5 separate regions of the Mus musculus genome follow, and regions 2, 3, 4 and 5 are each linked to region 1. Evidence: chromatin contacts called from public HiCAR-type and promoter capture Hi-C data. All regions are on one chromosome and are shown on one strand. The core of a region is the stretch at or near the end of the contact, and the rest is flanking DNA. Distances in the headings are between cores, read along the strand shown.

The links. Promoter capture Hi-C pulls out the DNA fragments that hold promoters and counts their contacts. HiCAR-type assays count read pairs that join an accessible place to other places.
Region 2: a contact with region 1 is called in a promoter capture Hi-C map of liver, with 5 times the contacts expected there. The contact joins the promoter of Gatm here to the promoter of Slc24a5 in region 1. A contact is called at or near these places in 4 of 39 promoter capture datasets (cranial neural crest, hippocampal neurons, liver and 1 more).
Region 3: a promoter capture Hi-C map of liver shows a contact between it and region 1, with 7 times the contacts expected there. The contact joins the promoter of Spata5l1 here to the promoter of Slc24a5 in region 1. A contact is called at or near these places in 5 of 39 promoter capture datasets (cranial neural crest, embryonic stem cells, hippocampal neurons and 2 more) and 1 of 115 datasets of contacts at active chromatin or transcription factors (embryonic midbrain).
Region 4: a promoter capture Hi-C map of embryonic stem cells shows a contact between it and region 1, with 16 times the contacts expected there. The contact joins the promoter of 4930417H01Rik here to the promoter of Slc24a5 in region 1. A contact is called at or near these places in 4 of 39 promoter capture datasets (embryonic stem cells, hippocampal neurons and liver) and 2 of 115 datasets of contacts at active chromatin or transcription factors (astrocytes and forebrain).
Region 5: a HiCAR-type map of astrocytes shows a contact between it and region 1, with 8 times the contacts expected there. The contact joins the promoter of Bloc1s6os here to the promoter of Slc24a5 in region 1. A contact is called at or near these places in 5 of 39 promoter capture datasets (embryonic stem cells, hippocampal neurons, liver and 2 more) and 2 of 115 datasets of contacts at active chromatin or transcription factors (astrocytes and forebrain).

What each region holds. Positions count from the first base shown.
Region 1 is chr2:125,066,474-125,069,526 of GRCm38.p6, reverse strand. Slc24a5 (solute carrier family 24, member 5) reads right to left here and starts at 1,400. Exons shown (of 9, transcript NM_175034.3): 1 at 1,226-1,400; 2 at 576-755. The coding sequence starts at 1,346.
Region 2 is chr2:122,609,804-122,612,856 of GRCm38.p6, reverse strand. It overlaps Gatm (glycine amidinotransferase (L-arginine:glycine amidinotransferase)), which reads left to right and starts at 1,580. Exons shown (of 9, transcript NM_025961.5): 1 at 1,580-1,709; 2 at 2,970-3,053. The coding sequence starts at 1,641.
Region 3 is chr2:122,629,002-122,632,054 of GRCm38.p6, reverse strand. Spata5l1 (spermatogenesis associated 5-like 1) reads right to left here and starts at 1,430. Exons shown (of 3, transcript NM_001033256.4): 1 at 296-1,430. The coding sequence starts at 1,369.
Region 4 is chr2:122,701,185-122,704,237 of GRCm38.p6, reverse strand. 4930417H01Rik (a long non-coding RNA gene) reads right to left here and starts at 1,599. Exons shown (of 5, transcript XR_866691.3): 1 at 1,254-1,599. It overlaps Slc30a4 (solute carrier family 30 (zinc transporter), member 4), which reads left to right and starts at 1,575. Exons shown (of 7, transcript NM_011774.3): 1 at 1,575-2,208. The coding sequence starts at 1,818.
Region 5 is chr2:122,736,949-122,740,001 of GRCm38.p6, reverse strand. It overlaps Bloc1s6os (biogenesis of lysosomal organelles complex-1, subunit 6, pallidin, opposite strand), which reads left to right and starts at 1,640. Exons shown (of 2, transcript NR_156706.1): 1 at 1,640-1,920. It overlaps Bloc1s6 (biogenesis of lysosomal organelles complex-1, subunit 6, pallidin), which reads right to left and starts at 1,497. Exons shown (of 5, transcript NM_019788.3): 1 at 1,298-1,497. The coding sequence starts at 1,379.

The DNA of each region.
Region 1 (3,053 bases), core at 151-2,650:
AGGAACCAGAGCATCCACAAAGCGATGCTTCCTATTCAGAGTTCTGGGAAATCTACAGCGCCACAGGCTTTGCGTATCTGAGCTTATCTTCAGAATCTACTAACACTTTGCACCCAGGGTTGTTATTACCTGATAGCTGAGGTCCCATTACTTGGAGTTTAGAATTTATTTACTTATTGGTTCATGAATTTCAGTTCTCTTAACTGCAGGATGCCAGTCAAGGAGTAGAGAGAAAGGAGGTCCTTGGCCACATCTCCTTCTGCCCCACTCACAGAGCCCAAGTGAAAAGGGTTTGAAATAGAAAACAGTGAGGACCAGGCACCCAGTGGTACAAAAAACCGGGGGGGGGGGGTGCTGTTCCTTAACAGCCCCTGGGGTGCTGGAACAAAAGGAACCTTCTGGAAGCTAGCCATGTATAATAACAACTGAAAAAAACGTGCTTCTGCCTGGACTCCCAGGATGGACCCCACAGAACCCCAGGACAGACATGGGTGCTCTGCCACCAGCTGAGATGGACACATCTGTGTGACAACAGCTCTTCCGGAAGGTCATAGGAGACCTTCCCGGCAACTTACAGTCACTGATGATTTCCAGGGAGGGCAAGAAGTACTTGTCGCAGACGATGGAGATGGCCATGCACATGTAGAGGATAATGAGGAAGTAGATTACGATACCTCCATCCGTGCTCTCCTGCTTGGTGAAGAACCCTTCGGGAAACTCCGATGCTGGAGAGACAGCACATTGCGTGCTGTTTCCTGCCGAGGAAAAGGAAAAGATCACAAGATGTGGGAGTCACACGTCTGAAGCCCACAAAGCCTAAACTGGGGTATTTGGGAGGGATATGGGGAAGTTGGTGGAAATACGAGTATGATTCAAAGCCTTAGATAGCCTTTGTAAGAGATTATTTCATGAAATAAGCTGATAGAAGAGAGTTGGAGGGAGGCATTATTACAGCGCCTCTCTGTGTCTGCTTCTAAATGGGAAGAATGCACTGATCATGTCTCCAACAATAAGAAGAGCAGCCCTGTCCACCCCTTGGTCTCTGAACTACTACAGAACGCTCTTGAGGACGCATTGGCTGATCAAGAGCGCTTCCCATCCTCGGCAGGGCTCCGAAGCAGAGCAGATACAGCAGGAGTCGGGGATGGGGAGGGGGCAAGGCCATTCCCCTCTCCATCCCACATCTCTACGTGGGACTGGGGTGTCTGGGCCCACTGCCACCTACCTGTGGCCCTTGGGAGGCGCGGGGGCAGGGAGACACCACGGACAGGCAGGTATGCAGAGACCCAAAAGATCCCCAGCAGCAGGACCCTCCTTGTCCAAGTTGGGCCCCATTTTGTCCGCATTTCCAGCGTGCTCTTTGCAGTGTGTGGTTCAGGAAGGGAGCAAGGGAGACTTATGCTGAATCATGTGAGCAGTCTCCTTCCTCCCCAGTGCCTGCGGGGGGAGGGGGGTGTCGCAGCTTAGGAGGCCAGCAAGGGAGACAGCCTGGCTTCTCTGATCAGGAGATCCAAGTCCTAGGGAAGTTGGAAGAGTTAGGGAGGGGTGCAGATAAACACCGACTACAGCTGTTTCCATGCGGGACTCTGATGGCAGGCCCAGGCAGTCTGCAATTCTGCTCATGCCGGATCTCTTTAATATCTTCACACAGACTCTGCCTTTGACTTCCTCTAGATTTGAGAGGACCTGGGTTTGCTTGATGCTGTCCCCCCCCCCCCCCCCCCGCCCTCCACCCCCTTCCCAATAGCCGTTGTTTCTAGGAATTATTTGGGCAGGTGTATATATACTCTGCCTACCAGGGCACGCTTTGTAATTTTATTTGGATGTTCATCTACAGTTAGAGCCAGAGACAGAAAGGTCAATTAGGAGGTGACTGTAACAGTTGAACTGGGAAATGAGGGCCGCGTGAGTGAAGGTGGCAGCTATGGGGATTGAGAGCCGCCCACAGCGCCACGAACTATTCAGGAGACAGACTGGATGCTGTTTGATCATAGATCAGCTGTGCTTTTTGCCAGAAGGAGCTGTATAAAATGCTAATTGGACAAGGCAGACAGCATTCAAATGCATTCTGTAGTTTGCCAAGATCCTGAAAACCTGTAGCCGTGGAGCAACCTGTGGCTGATGGCACAGGGTCTGGGGGAGACCACAAGGGTGGTTGAGTTCAAGCAATGTTTCTTAGCTGTGTGACCTTAGGCAAGTACTTAACCTCTCTGTTCCTTCCTTCCACTATCTATAAGGCAGAGATCACCTCTCTTTTGGTTTGGTGCGTACTATATGGCAAATGTAACCTTTGTAGGACAGTCTCTTCCGTGGGGCCATTGTTCTGTTATTCTGTCACCTGTCTGGCATTACTTATTTCTTGGACTGAGATTAAAAACTGCCATGAAGAAATTCTGTAGCTTTGCAACTGTTATGATTCCTTTGCTTTGTACATAAAATTGGTGTGACAGGAATGTATTATATGCACATATGCAATATCAAACAATGAATTAACTGATAAATTAAAAATCAAGGTGCCAAGCCTTTGATGTAGAGCTTGTTGCATCTGGTGTAAAAGAGTGAGCTGCTCCTGGCTGTTCATGAGCTTGCGCTGTTTAAAAACCACCCAGCACCTTCCTGGTGGAAACCTCTCTGACACTCAGCTTTCCGGATGTGCCCTGTGGAGCCGAGACTGGGATGCCTGGTCACTGAGGCACGGGCATAGAAGCTATAGGAGTCTGTTCTCAGCAAGTGGAGCAGAGCCCTCCTTGAACTCTCAGAACCAGCTCCAGGGGAGTGGGCCACTGGGTGCTGACTGCTTTGTGATCTCCCCCTCAAAACCCAATATATAAACCAGTTTACAGAACAAAAGCATCGCTCACAATTGAAGTGTCAGCAACAGCAGAAGCAAACACAGAATGTTCAACACAAGTCAAACAAGCTAAATAAGGAAGCAAATACCAATAGATACAAGCCCATGTTTGACACAGAGCAGAAATCTGCAGCACATAGTGGGCCCACAGGGAACACTAGTTGGTTGATTAAAGAGCAGTGACTCTTAGAAACAGTCCCAG
Region 2 (3,053 bases), core at 331-2,830, 2.5 Mb after region 1:
GGGGCTTGCTCTCTCCTCTGCTCCTCTCCTGGATTACAAGAGATGAGGGTGTCAGTCTGGCTGTAAGCATTTCCCATTGTCTAAAGCTAAATTGCCCCCTAATTTTTGTCAGATACTTTTAGATCTTGCACTTTCAAAATAAAAATAATGTCTTCAATGAGGGTCATGAGGTGTTTATAGATCTCTGACAAAACTGGAAACCAAGCAAAGTGAAAGTCTTCTTATGTGTACTTACCAGCCATTGTTTGAAACAAAGTATCAGACAGACCAAGCCCTCCTGGAACTTACAAAGTTGACTGAACCACTATGCTGGCTCTTACAAGGTTTGTGGTGAGGTTTGTTTTGGCTGGTTTGGTTGGTTCGGTTGTTTGGCTGCTTTTAAATACAAGGTGAGTGAGAGCACTCTTCTACTAAGCTATATCCTGAACCTTAACCATCTTTTTAAATCCCTTCACTGAGAAGGGTACATCTCTGGTCACCCTAAGTACACCCAAAGACATAGTCCCCAGAGTTGATTGAGTTCATCTATTGGGTAAAAGTTTTAAGTTTTGAGAAATTCTTCAGATTCCCCGAAGCCCTCACTAGCAGAAGGAGCGAGCCTTTGATAGAAAGGTCCAGGGTTGTGCTTCCAAGCCACACAGCATTTTAAGAACAGAGCTAAGATAGGAACCTAGACTCACTGGCTCCCTTCACCATATCAGGACCTTGAGACCTCTTTGTTGAGTATTACCTCGTAATCATACGACTCTTAAGAGTTGCCTAGACTTTACCGGCACCGTTTATTTTGGTCTCTGGTTAGCTCGTGGACCAGGGACTATCAATGTCACCGTTCTCAGTTTCTAGAAAACACAACACAGAGAAGCCGGCAGGGGGGTGGGGGGTGCTCATCATACAAGCCTATAATCGCGGGATCCAGGAGAATGGAGGGCCGGAAGCCAGACTGGACGACACAGCCAGGCAAGAAGTACTCAAATCTGCCCCTTCTGCTAGGAAGTGATGTGTCTATTTGAGTTCTCTAGTTTTAGTTCTACAAATCCAGTTAAGGGAACTACTTTGTAATCAAGCACCCAAGTCATATTGAAAGAAACCTTTTAAGATGTGCCTCAGAAGCAGAAGCTAACTGTAGCTCCCCCACTCCTTATTACTTTTGACTTATTATTATCTGCCTGTTTTCATAACTGAGTTTCTCAAAGCAGGAGCACCTAGCCAAAGACCACCAGTGTTCTAAAGACCACCACCACATAGGCTCAGGTCGACAAACTTGGAAGCTAACTCGGGGCCGTTCCACTCAGTGGCCCATGGACTAAGACTGGCCTTGGGGTTTACACATTCAGGTTGAAAAATGGACTTCCAACAAGAGAGACTAAGGAACCATCATCCCTGCTAGGCATTGGGTAGCCTCTTCATGGGTCTTCGCCGCCGCTGACCTGAGCCAGTACGGGAGGCACGAGCTAAAAAAAAAAAAAAAAAAGGGCCAGCCCCGGGACGTGACCCACGGACGCCGAGGCCACCTGTTCCTGGCAGCCAATGGGCCAGGCCCTGGGCGCGGCTACAAAAGCAGCGCGCGCGGCCGCAGGCTGGGAGCTGGCGCGAGCTTGGCGACTAGGACCTTGTGCACGCGGAGCAGCAGAGACGGGGCGATGCTACGGGTGCGGTGTCTGCGCGGAGGCAGCCGAGGTGCCGAGGCGGTGCACTACATCGGCTCTCGGGTGAGTCCCTACGCTGCCTCGGGACCTCTGCGGGATGCAGGATGGGGACCCAGAGGGAGACTGGACACCCCGGTAACAGGGTGGCGTGGTCTGTGTTCCGTAGCCCGTGAGGGCGTTTTCTGGGAAGATGCATGTGAGGGCATGGACGGAGCCTACAGGCCGGCTCCAGCTGAAACTCTGGGATCCCTGGGCTTTACCGGGGAAGTTGGAATGAGTCCATCCTGTCCCCCACCTGCTGCTCTGCCAGGCCCTCTGCTTCCTTGGGATATCCGAGCCCATGCCTGCAGACCCTCCCTTGCTCCTTGACAGGAATAGCTCTGGCAGATGAGTTCTGCCAGCAGCTGGTTCTTGAACAGCTGTCATTTGCTCTCTTGCTTTGGGTCTCCACCCAAGAGTCCCTCTAGCTCCCTTCTTAGAGGACTTTTAACAGCCTGATAGAGTTTGGGGGCGGGATGAGGTTTGCCAGGGGGAGTGGGTAAGGGAATCTTCCTGCGCTAGGTTATACAGGCCTGTCTTAAAAAGAAGAAAGAAAGAAAGAGAGAAAGAAAGAAAGAAAGAAAGAAAGAAAGAAAGAAAGAAAGAAAGAAAGAAAGAAAGAAAGAAAGAAAGGAAGGAAGGAAGGAAGGAAGGAAGGAAGGAAGGAAGGAAGGAAGGAAGGAAGGAAGGAAGAAAGAAAGAAGGTTTTTAATATGCTTAGATCTCTTTTTAAGTTTACATTCTGTGCCTGCCTGGGTTAATCCTTATGGTACACATGACAGTCATCTCTGACTTGAAATGAAAAAAAAAAGTGATTAAAAAAAAGGTTGGGGTTGCTTATTCTGAAAGATAAGGTCTTTTCAGATCCCATGTTATTTACAGTAAAAAGAACTCCGTTTTGGTAACCTTCCAAACTGAAAAAGCAAGACTTCCTCCTTCAGTTGGACATTGCCGGTACTTACTGGGCACTTCCTTGAGGAAGAGGATGGCCTATCTTCTAAGAAAGTTTCTGAAAATTAGTTTGCAAAAACTTTGAGATAGATATGGGAAACATGTTGCTGGGAACCAGATCTTTCTGGGAGTTCTAAAAGATTACAGCATATGACAAAAACAAAATCAGTCTATCATCAACAAAAAGTTATGTGGGTTTTTTTTTTAATCACCCAAAACCCCTCTACTAGTCAACATCTTAGGGTCTCCTCAAGTACATATCTGTGTTATCCTGAGTCTCACACTTTAACCATACCTTGTTTGTGTGTGTGTGTGTGTTTGTTTGCTTTTAAGCTTGGAGGATCCTTAACAGGATGGGTGCAGCGAACTTTCCAGAGCACCCAGGCAGCTACAGCTTCCTCCCGAAATTCCTGTGCA
Region 3 (3,053 bases), core at 181-2,680, 2.4 Mb after region 1:
AAGCCAGCCCTGACAACGTAGAACAGGAAGCTGGTATCCTGACATTTGAATACATTTAAGGGCTTATGCCTGTTTTTATTCACCTTCCCTGCCTTCTCTTACTGTGACTAAGTTCTCATTCCAAAGGCTATTTCAGTTTAATATGCATGCATCAGGATTAGTTACTTCAACAAAGCAAATGACCATCCTGCTTCCCAGAACGATTTGAACCCAGGTTCTAGCTTGCATGTGACAAGTGATCTACAACTCCTGCCTGACCCAACATTCCAAAAAGGCGAGCTTTCAGGAACTTTACCTCTCTGTCAAACCTGCCCGGCCTGCGAAGCGCTGGGTCTAACTCGTCTGGCCGGTTGGTGGCTCCCACAACCACAAACTCCCTGTCCCTGTGGATGCCGTCCAGCAGCGTCAACACCTGGGCCACCACTCGGCTCTCGGGAGCTCGGTGCGGGCCGCCTCTCCGGGGACACAGGGCATCCACTTCGTCCAGGAAGAGGAGGCTGGGTCCGCGGCTGGCCAGCTCCTGGGCTCGTTGGAAGATGCGCCGCACGTTCTCCTCGGTCTCCCCGGGCCGGGAGCCCTGCAACGCCGGGGCGCTCACCGCCAGCAGCTCGGCGCCAGTCTCGCGCGCCACGGCCCGCACTAACTGGGTCTTGCCCACTCCCGGGGGGCCCGCCAGGAGCACCCCGCGGGGCACAGCCAGCCCCAGCGCGGCTAGGGCGAGCGGGTAGCGCAGCGGCAGGCGGAGCAGCTCCCGTAGGGAGTCGGCGGTCTCCGACAGACCCCCAAGGGTCACCTCCCCGGGAGGCTCGACCTGTGGCGGAGGCTTGTCACTGAGCGTGATGCGGGTATGCGGTGTGACCCACCCGCCGGGCTCTGGGTCCGGTGTCCCGCCCATCACGTGCAGAGCTGCGACAGGGCCGGGGACACCCGGCGGGGTGGTCACCACGTGTCCCCGAGACACAGGCCGGTTGCGCAGCAGCTCGTGCACTACCTCCAGCACCGCGGCGGAACTCGGGGCTCCCGCCTGGGGCCGCAGCACCGGCCACACCTCTAGGCGCCGCAGGGGCGGACAGGGCACGGGTTGCAAGCAGTCCATACCTATCCTCCCCGTGGCCACCCGGGCCCCGGGGCTAGCGCACTGCGGGTCCAGCTGCACAAAGCCATCCACCCTGTCGCGCCGCGGCCAGGCCGTGCAGAGGCAGCAGCCGCCGGCGGGCAACGAGATCCTCAGCGGCGAGCCCAGGCGCGCACCCAAGCTGCGGAAGGCGGCCGGCCCCAGGCGGCAGCGCTGGGTGTCCCGGTCCCGGGGATCCACCGGCAGCAGCTTCAAAAGTTGTCCGTCGGGGAAGGGCCCCGAGTCCGGAGCCATGACTCGGGGAACCACGCCGGGGAAAGCCCGGCAGCAATCCACCCGGCTGCCGGATGCAGGCGGCGCGCATGCGCCAAGAAGGAACAAGCCTCTGATTGACGGTCGAAAGGACTTCTGGGAAAGTGAGAAAAGCCTGGCTCTCCATAAACATCAGACGCCCGGTAGTCGGTCCAAGAGCCTCAATGAAAAGGTCTCCGCTGGCATCTGACAGACATACGGCTGCTCCATTAGGCCATAAGAGTTTTCATTTTGTGAAGTAAAAAGATTTCTTAAGGAAAAAAAGAAAACCCAAACTGCTGACAAGGTGTAACGTGCTTACAGATATAAACAAGGTGTAAATAAAATACCCGCCAAATTAATCATGATACTCGCATCTTATGAAAGATCTTTTATCCTCGTTCCAAAGACTTGGAGCGTCTAGAAATGGGAAAGAAGACATTAATAATAAGACATAATAACCATCTTCAATATGTAAAGGGATGTGTGTGAAAGCTAGCGTGCGTGTGGATAGCTGTGGTAAAGAACTGACCAGGAAACGGAAGTTTAATAGGGTGATCTTAAGAGGTTTTTCTCTGCATATTTTGACCATGGTCGCATGAAAGGTACAGCTGAGAGTCATAACTGATGCCCACTGAGGCAATTAGAGTGAACTTAACCTTTCAGATTTCAGCACTGATTTAAAACAGGGGTAGAGGCTAAGTTAGTGGGGATATGGTGTGGAGGACAGTACATGTTTTTTCGTGTTGCATAAAGAGGCTGATCCCGTTCAGGGCCAAACTATAAAGTTCTCTGACCTTGGCCAAGAAATATACAGCATCCCCACTAAAACAGCCACTCCCCTCCTTGTGTCACAAATATCAGGAAGGGATTGTGTTTCTGGGCCCTCAACTCATTCACACATTCTCAGTAAAACTATAGATTATCTTTCCCAGGCAGCCTTAACCCATCCTGCTCCTCTGAGTCAGACCATTTTCATTGTATTGTTTCAGTCATCCATACATCTGAATTCATCATACTTACAATCTTGCAGGAAACCATTCTAAGCTTGCTGTGATGGTTCATACCTATATCACAACATTTGGGAGACTAAATAAGGATTAGAACAATTTATAGTTCTACCTGGGCTACTTAGTGAGGTCTAGGCAAGCCTAAACTACAGAATGGAGAAAGGTATCGAAAGAAAGAAAGAAAGAAAGAAAGAAAGAGAGAGAGAGAGAGAGAGAGAGAGAGAGAGAGAGAGAGAGAAAGAAAGAAAGAAAGAAAGAAAGAAAGAAAGAAAGAAAGAAAGAAAGAAAGAAAGAAAGAAAGAAAGAAAGAAAGAAAGAAAGAAAGAAAGAAAGAAAAAGAAAACCTTGAAAAGAAAAACATAATAACAGTTCTGTGGTCCTTTTGTTGGTTACAGGACTCCAAATTTGGCAATTTTATGAGCACTATTTAAAGCAACAAACGTGTGCACCACTAGAGGGAGTCCAGAACCAACAAATGAAGGCCGAGGGCCCTTGGCGGACCGGACATTTGCAACCGAAGCTTCCGCTAGATTTTCCTCAGGGTTCACACAGTATGTATTTTTTTTTTTTTTTTTTTTAGTATGTATTCTTATAATATTGTCAAGCTATTCTAACAAAGTACCACACGCTATTCAGGTTATAATAAGCAATAGCAAATTATATTTTTCCATTAAAAA
Region 4 (3,053 bases), core at 350-2,849, 2.4 Mb after region 1:
GCAAGAGATCTAAGAGTGAGGATAAAGAAACAGCTGCAGCACCTTTTATGACCTAGTCTGTAAGTCACAGTCACTTCTGCCACAGACTGTTCATTACAGGTCATAGGCCATTACTAAGTGCTGTCCACAAGCAAAGGTAAGGGAATTTACCTCCTGAAGAGTGGGGTCATCACAGAATTTATGGACAGAGCTTAAAATATGGCTTTGTCGTCTCATCACTTTCTCGAGAATCCAGTGAGACACGAGTGAAAGAACAGAACGCACAAAGGCAGTCCTCCTCAGCACAGCGCGCTGGAAATGTCCCCAAACAACCCATCCTTTTATTTCAACTATTCTTGAAACATTCACATCCCTCCTACCTTGAGGCTGCATTTAAGAGACTCCGATGACACTCCTGAAACATTGTAGGCAGTTAAATGGGACATTAAAAACAACAGAACAATCTACTCCTAAGATATTTGGAGCCGAGGAATGTAATGGCTCGTAAGCTGTCTCCCTTTGGCTATTACCATCGTGTCCTGATTGATGAAATTCTAGGCAATAGCCTTCCCTTCCTGATCTCGGGACCATGGAGGGTCTAATTTGCTTTCATGACTGCAGCTCTGGGGGAAAACTTAGGACTGAGGGATCACTCTGGAATACAGAAGTAGCCAGGGCTTTCTTTTCGCACCGGATTCTAAGGTGTCAACAGAATCGTTAAAATTGCCTCGTGTGATTTTTTTCATTGTATTTTTGTGACCTGAAATTTTGGTAAGATATAAAAACTTTTTAAAATATTGTCTTTGTAAACCCTGGGGAAGTAGGAGCTTGCAGGACACCACAGGCAAGATGCAGGTGTAGCCCCGTGTCTAACTTGCATGAGCCCCTGGATTAGATCCTAAGGATCTCAAAAGGAAAGAAAGGTGGAAGCCAAGGATTTACACTTTAAAATGAATTCTACCAACAGTGTTGCCTTTAATCTTGCTTCTTGAGGACATTTGAGAATGTGATGAAACATAGGGAAAGTAAGCTCACACAATTGTGCCCAAGGAGCGTAGCAGTGAACACAGAAGGAAGACACATATTTGCTGAGAAACAGGAAACTTTAAAGCAAGCCATAGAACTACTGACCATCCTAGTCTTGTCCTAGCCTTTTGACCAAGATAATCGGCAATTTTTTGCCGATTGGGTAGAAGAAAAGCTACCAGGATTCCCACTTGGTAAGAAAGCACTAAAGGACATTTTCCACGGACCATCCATAACCAAGATCGGACCTGAGATTCCCGAGACCCATCTCCAGTGGAGGGAATTCAGAGCAGTGACACCCAGCTCCGGGGGGACCTTCCCGCGGCACACCCGGGGGCTCAGAGCGCACAAGACCTCAGAGCCCGAGAGGCGGGGCCGGGAGGGCGGGGGCAGGGGGCGACGCGCGACCACGCCCCCTCGGCGCGCCCCCAAGCGGCGGCCTGCGTGCCCGCGCCGACCCCTCCCCTCGCGCCTCGCGGGCGCACGCGCCGCCTCGTTCAGGGGCCGGAGGAGGCCGGGCCTGTCAGACCCCGCGGCCGGCCTCCCAGCGGCACGGGGCGGGCGGGTGCAGTGGCTGGGGCTCGGCCTCGGTCCCTGGCCCGGGTCGCAGTAGCGCGAGCTCCGGGCGGGGATGCGCGGCGGCGTCGGCCCGCAGGTAGCCGAGCACCGCCGAGTCCGGAGCTGGCGCGCGGCCGGGGCGCGGCGACAGGAGCGGGGTCTCGTTCTCCTCACGATGGGCAGGGACGCGCCGCGCTGCCCTGAGGAGCCCGAGCGCCGGTGAAGGCGGAGTCGCCGGCCGCCCCTCCGCTGCCATGGCCGGCCCCGGCGCGTGGAAGCGCCTCAAATCCCTGCTGAGGAAAGACGACACGCCGCTGTTCTTAAATGACACCAGCGCCTTCGACTTCTCGGACGAGGTGAGCGACGAGGGGCTTTCGCGCTTTAATAAACTTCGAGTCGTGGTGGCCGACGATGACTCGGAAGCCCCGGAAAGGCCTGTGAACGGGGCGCACCCGGCCCTCCAGGCCGACGATGACTCCTTATTGGACCAGGACTTACCTTTAACCAACAGTCAGCTGAGTTTGAAAATGGACCCCTGTGACAACTGCAGCAAGCGACGCGAGTTGCTGAAGCAGAGGAAGGTGAAGACCAGGCTGACCATCGCTGCCGTCCTCTACTTGCTTTTCATGATCGGAGAGCTTGTAGGTGAGTTGTGTCGCCGACTCGCTTGCCTTTGACTTTGTCCAGCTGTTAGCTACGCCGGAGTTGAGGTGGAAACTTTGTTTTCAGGAAGTTTGCTGAGTATCTAGACTTTCGTGGGTCCATAGGAAAGGGACACGGGATTCCAAAGTGCGGTTCCCGTGAGCGCCCACTGAGAGCTTGCAGGTATATCTTGTAACTCCCATAAACAGTGCCTTTTACTGTAGGGTTTAGGGTGTTATCTTGACTGTATATCATGTAACTTCTCCTTTTACAGATTCTGATAAAATGCCAGGTTTATCTTTCAACGTCTAAAATAATTCTGACATGGATTAGAATCAGAATTTTATAGTACTAAGGGATGTTACTGAACACCATTCTGTTTTCTCACACAGAAGTTCTGAAGGGATTAGATTATGAGGAATCTTATTGGGAAAAGAGAGAGCCATCCACAGTACCAGACTTTCCTCTCTGTCTACATTTTGGTTATTTGATGCTTATTTATGCCGCTTCCTTTTGAGCTTATAGCCAAGGGCTTTACAAAACTCTATACAGCCAACTAATTAAAAGTTCATTATTAAAAGGAGTATCTACAGTTTGCTAGAGGTCTCCCCGGCAGCTGCAGAAGCTAGGGTTTTTTTTTTTCTCCTTTTTTAACTGATTTCAGATAATTTCTCACTCTAAGGTTCTTGCTTTAGACCTTATTTTTACTGTCGCATTAGTTTATAGTCGTCCTTTGATATCCAAGGTGGGTTGCTTCCAGGAGTCCTCTCTAGAACCTGAATCTCAGGTTGCCTCATCCAGTGACGCCTTATGTAAAGATCCCTTACGTAAAGCGAAGCAGTTATTTG
Region 5 (3,053 bases), core at 391-2,890, 2.3 Mb after region 1:
AAAATGGCCCCAACTTAGACTGCAGCCACCACTTTCATATGGATACAAATCTGAAAGGAGCCGAGGGGGTGCAACATTGTTAAACAGAATGAGAAACTGCAAGGATGAACAGCAAGGCCATGCACAGAAAGCAACAGTGAGCTATTAATATATGCCGTGAGTCAGCCTGTGAGGGTCCCTGAGTGCCAATTCTATGGAAAATTCAGTAAGTGGCAAGAAGCCATTTTAGGATTCTAAGGATTCATGCCTGGAGCTTGTGTTGGGGCAGTAAAGTTACAACAATGGACACACCATGCTGTGAGAATGAGAGACTAGCGGTGGTAGCTTTACACTGCTGAGGGGAGATAGATGCTAATGCCCTGCGGAATCCTCTACATGAAACAGAGGGAACTGAATCCAAGAGTGCAAATTCAGTTTCATGGGAGAGTAAGCTCACACCATTATCAAGAAGATCAGACAGCTGAGGCTAGGGATCTAGCTCTGTAGTAGAGCACTTGTTTAACATGAAATAAGTCCTGAGTTGAACCTGCAGCTAGCACCTATCCCTATCTCTGCCCTACTCTCTGACATCTGCTTTTATTTATATGCATACCACCCATTCGTTATGTGCAGAAAGAGAGAAAGAGGGGGAGAAGGGAGGGGAAGGGAGAAAGAGAGAGGCCCAGGTTCCAAGTAGGTACTACAGAGTATTACTAATGTGACTGAACAAGTCATGAAAGGGATATGTCATTAAAGAAAAGCACTGCCAGGAAATGCTGGGTTATTTGTAGCTTCCTATTTCTGAAACGCAGAGATTATTTTTAGAAGCTCCATCTAGCTTCTCTCATATGAACCAATGCTCACAGAAAATGATTTGAGTGGTGTTTTCAATCTCACAAAAACGATGGTATAAACAGTGCCCATCTGCCTATATAGCAAATTAACTGCTTCGTCCAACGGACGCCTTCGGGCATCAATGCTTAAATTTCTTCTGGAAATGTGCGGACGGCTGCTGGAGTCTCGGATGAAGTAATGTCACCTAGGAGGTCAGAGTATTTCATGAGTAGACACTATTGTACAGTTTCCTAAAAATCTACCTTCTCTCTGGCAGACTGATCGCCAACCACTAACCCTGTGACAAACAGTTGAAAAGCAACACAAACGCAAACCTTTAACACAAACCGCACCCAACAGTGCGTTTCCTCGCGGGACCAGGGTTGCCTGGCCAGGATGCTCTAGGCAGGAGGGTCGCCTGCGCTGGAGTCCCACCCACTCGAACCCGGCCCCTGTGGGCAGTCGCCCCGCAAAACAGCCGTACCCGGCGTGGGCTCGCCGGCCTCCAGGCTGTCGGAAGGCCCCGTAAGGACCCCGTCTGGAGGCGGTGGCTCAGGAACACTCATATCCCCGCACTGGGCGCTGCGTGAGGCGAGTGCTGTGGAGAAGTCACAGGCAAAGAAACCTAACGCGTTCCAGAGTCCATCCGGACGAAAGCCGCCGAGGCACACGGAAGTGACGAAAGCGGAAAACCTCGCTTTCCGACGCAGAACGTTACTGCAAGTCCGGAACGCCCGCCCCCCCCCGCCCCCCCCGTGTCAGCGCCCTAGGCGCAGCCGTGCGCGTGCGGGTTCGGTTTCACAGAGGGTGGCCGGCGGAACCCGGAAGAGAGGTTAGAGGACCGGATGTCGCCATAACCGTGTGAATGTCCCCAGTGTTGTGTCCAGTTTATAACTCGGGCCGCTAAGTGAGTCAATACGAACTCTGAGCTTGAGCGTTGCTGAGGATCTCTTCCAGTGCTTGGAAATGACGTAAAGGCTTTCTTGGAGCATCATTTGGACAAATTAAGTCAAATTACCAAAAGCACATGCTGGGCTCCTGTAAGATGATATCATGAGTTCTAAAGGAAAGTATGTAGACTTGGACAGACTCAGCTCCACAGCAAATGTAAGGATTCTCGACCCTTTTGTAAACTCTGACCTCTAGTAGCATCTCTAGTTGCTCCTCAGGTTACCTGTTCAGTTTTCCATATTGTAGCCAAAGCTATCTCAAAAAAAAAAAAAAAAACTAATATAAATAAACAAATAATGCCATGCCCCTGGAATGCACTGGCTCCCTATTGTCACCATCTTATGTTCAGTTTCACTTTAGCCACTTTTCAAGGGTAACTTCTCAACTCTCCACGGTAGAATGTCCACAGACTAATCCTTGAGACTTCTAAATATATTAGAGGGCATGGCAACGAATAAAAGCTACTAGTTAACATAACCTTAAAATAGGAAGGGTACTCCAAGGACCCAAGGTAACAGTCTGTAAAACTGATGGGGTGGGGCTGTCTGAAAAAAGATTTGATTACAAAGGATGATTAAACAAACACTGATGGGTTTGAAGACAGAGGAAGGGAGTCATTATTCTGGATGGTGGGTGACCTCCAGAAAAATTGGTAACCAATTCCTCCCCTAAAGCTTTTGTAATGGAACTCAACCCTGTGAGGTTGCTGAACTATAGAATGTGTAATAATTAGTGTTGTCATACAAATAGGAAAACAATTTATTACTCTTCAAACATCTTGTGCAATCTGGGCATTGTACGCTGTCCATTGTGCTTGTTCCTGTTTCAAACTAGAGTATCTTTTTCAAAGGCCTATTCATCTTTTAAGTGCTCTAGGATAATATCTTTTTTATTGTTTTGTTTCACAAGGTGAGGTGTCCTGTAGCCTAATCTGGCCTTAGACTCAATATGTAATTAGGGATGGCCTTGAATTCTTGGTCCTCCAGCAGACACGAGCCAGCACACTCAAACACACCTTTACTGTGGACACCATTCATTATCTCATTATTTCCTCCCTTTCATTCAGCAGTCACAGTGAAGACATTTCACAACAACAAACATCCTCCTGCCATTTAGCACTGAGCTCCTCCTTGCATTCATTATTTTATGTTTTCTTCTTTTGAATTAAAAATGACAAATAGAAACTCTTATGCATAGAGTACCAAAATAATTCTCGATAAATTTGCTAATTGGTGAACTATTGATGCCCTAGCCCTAATTCCAAACTGTATATTCCAAAGTCTGAGTTA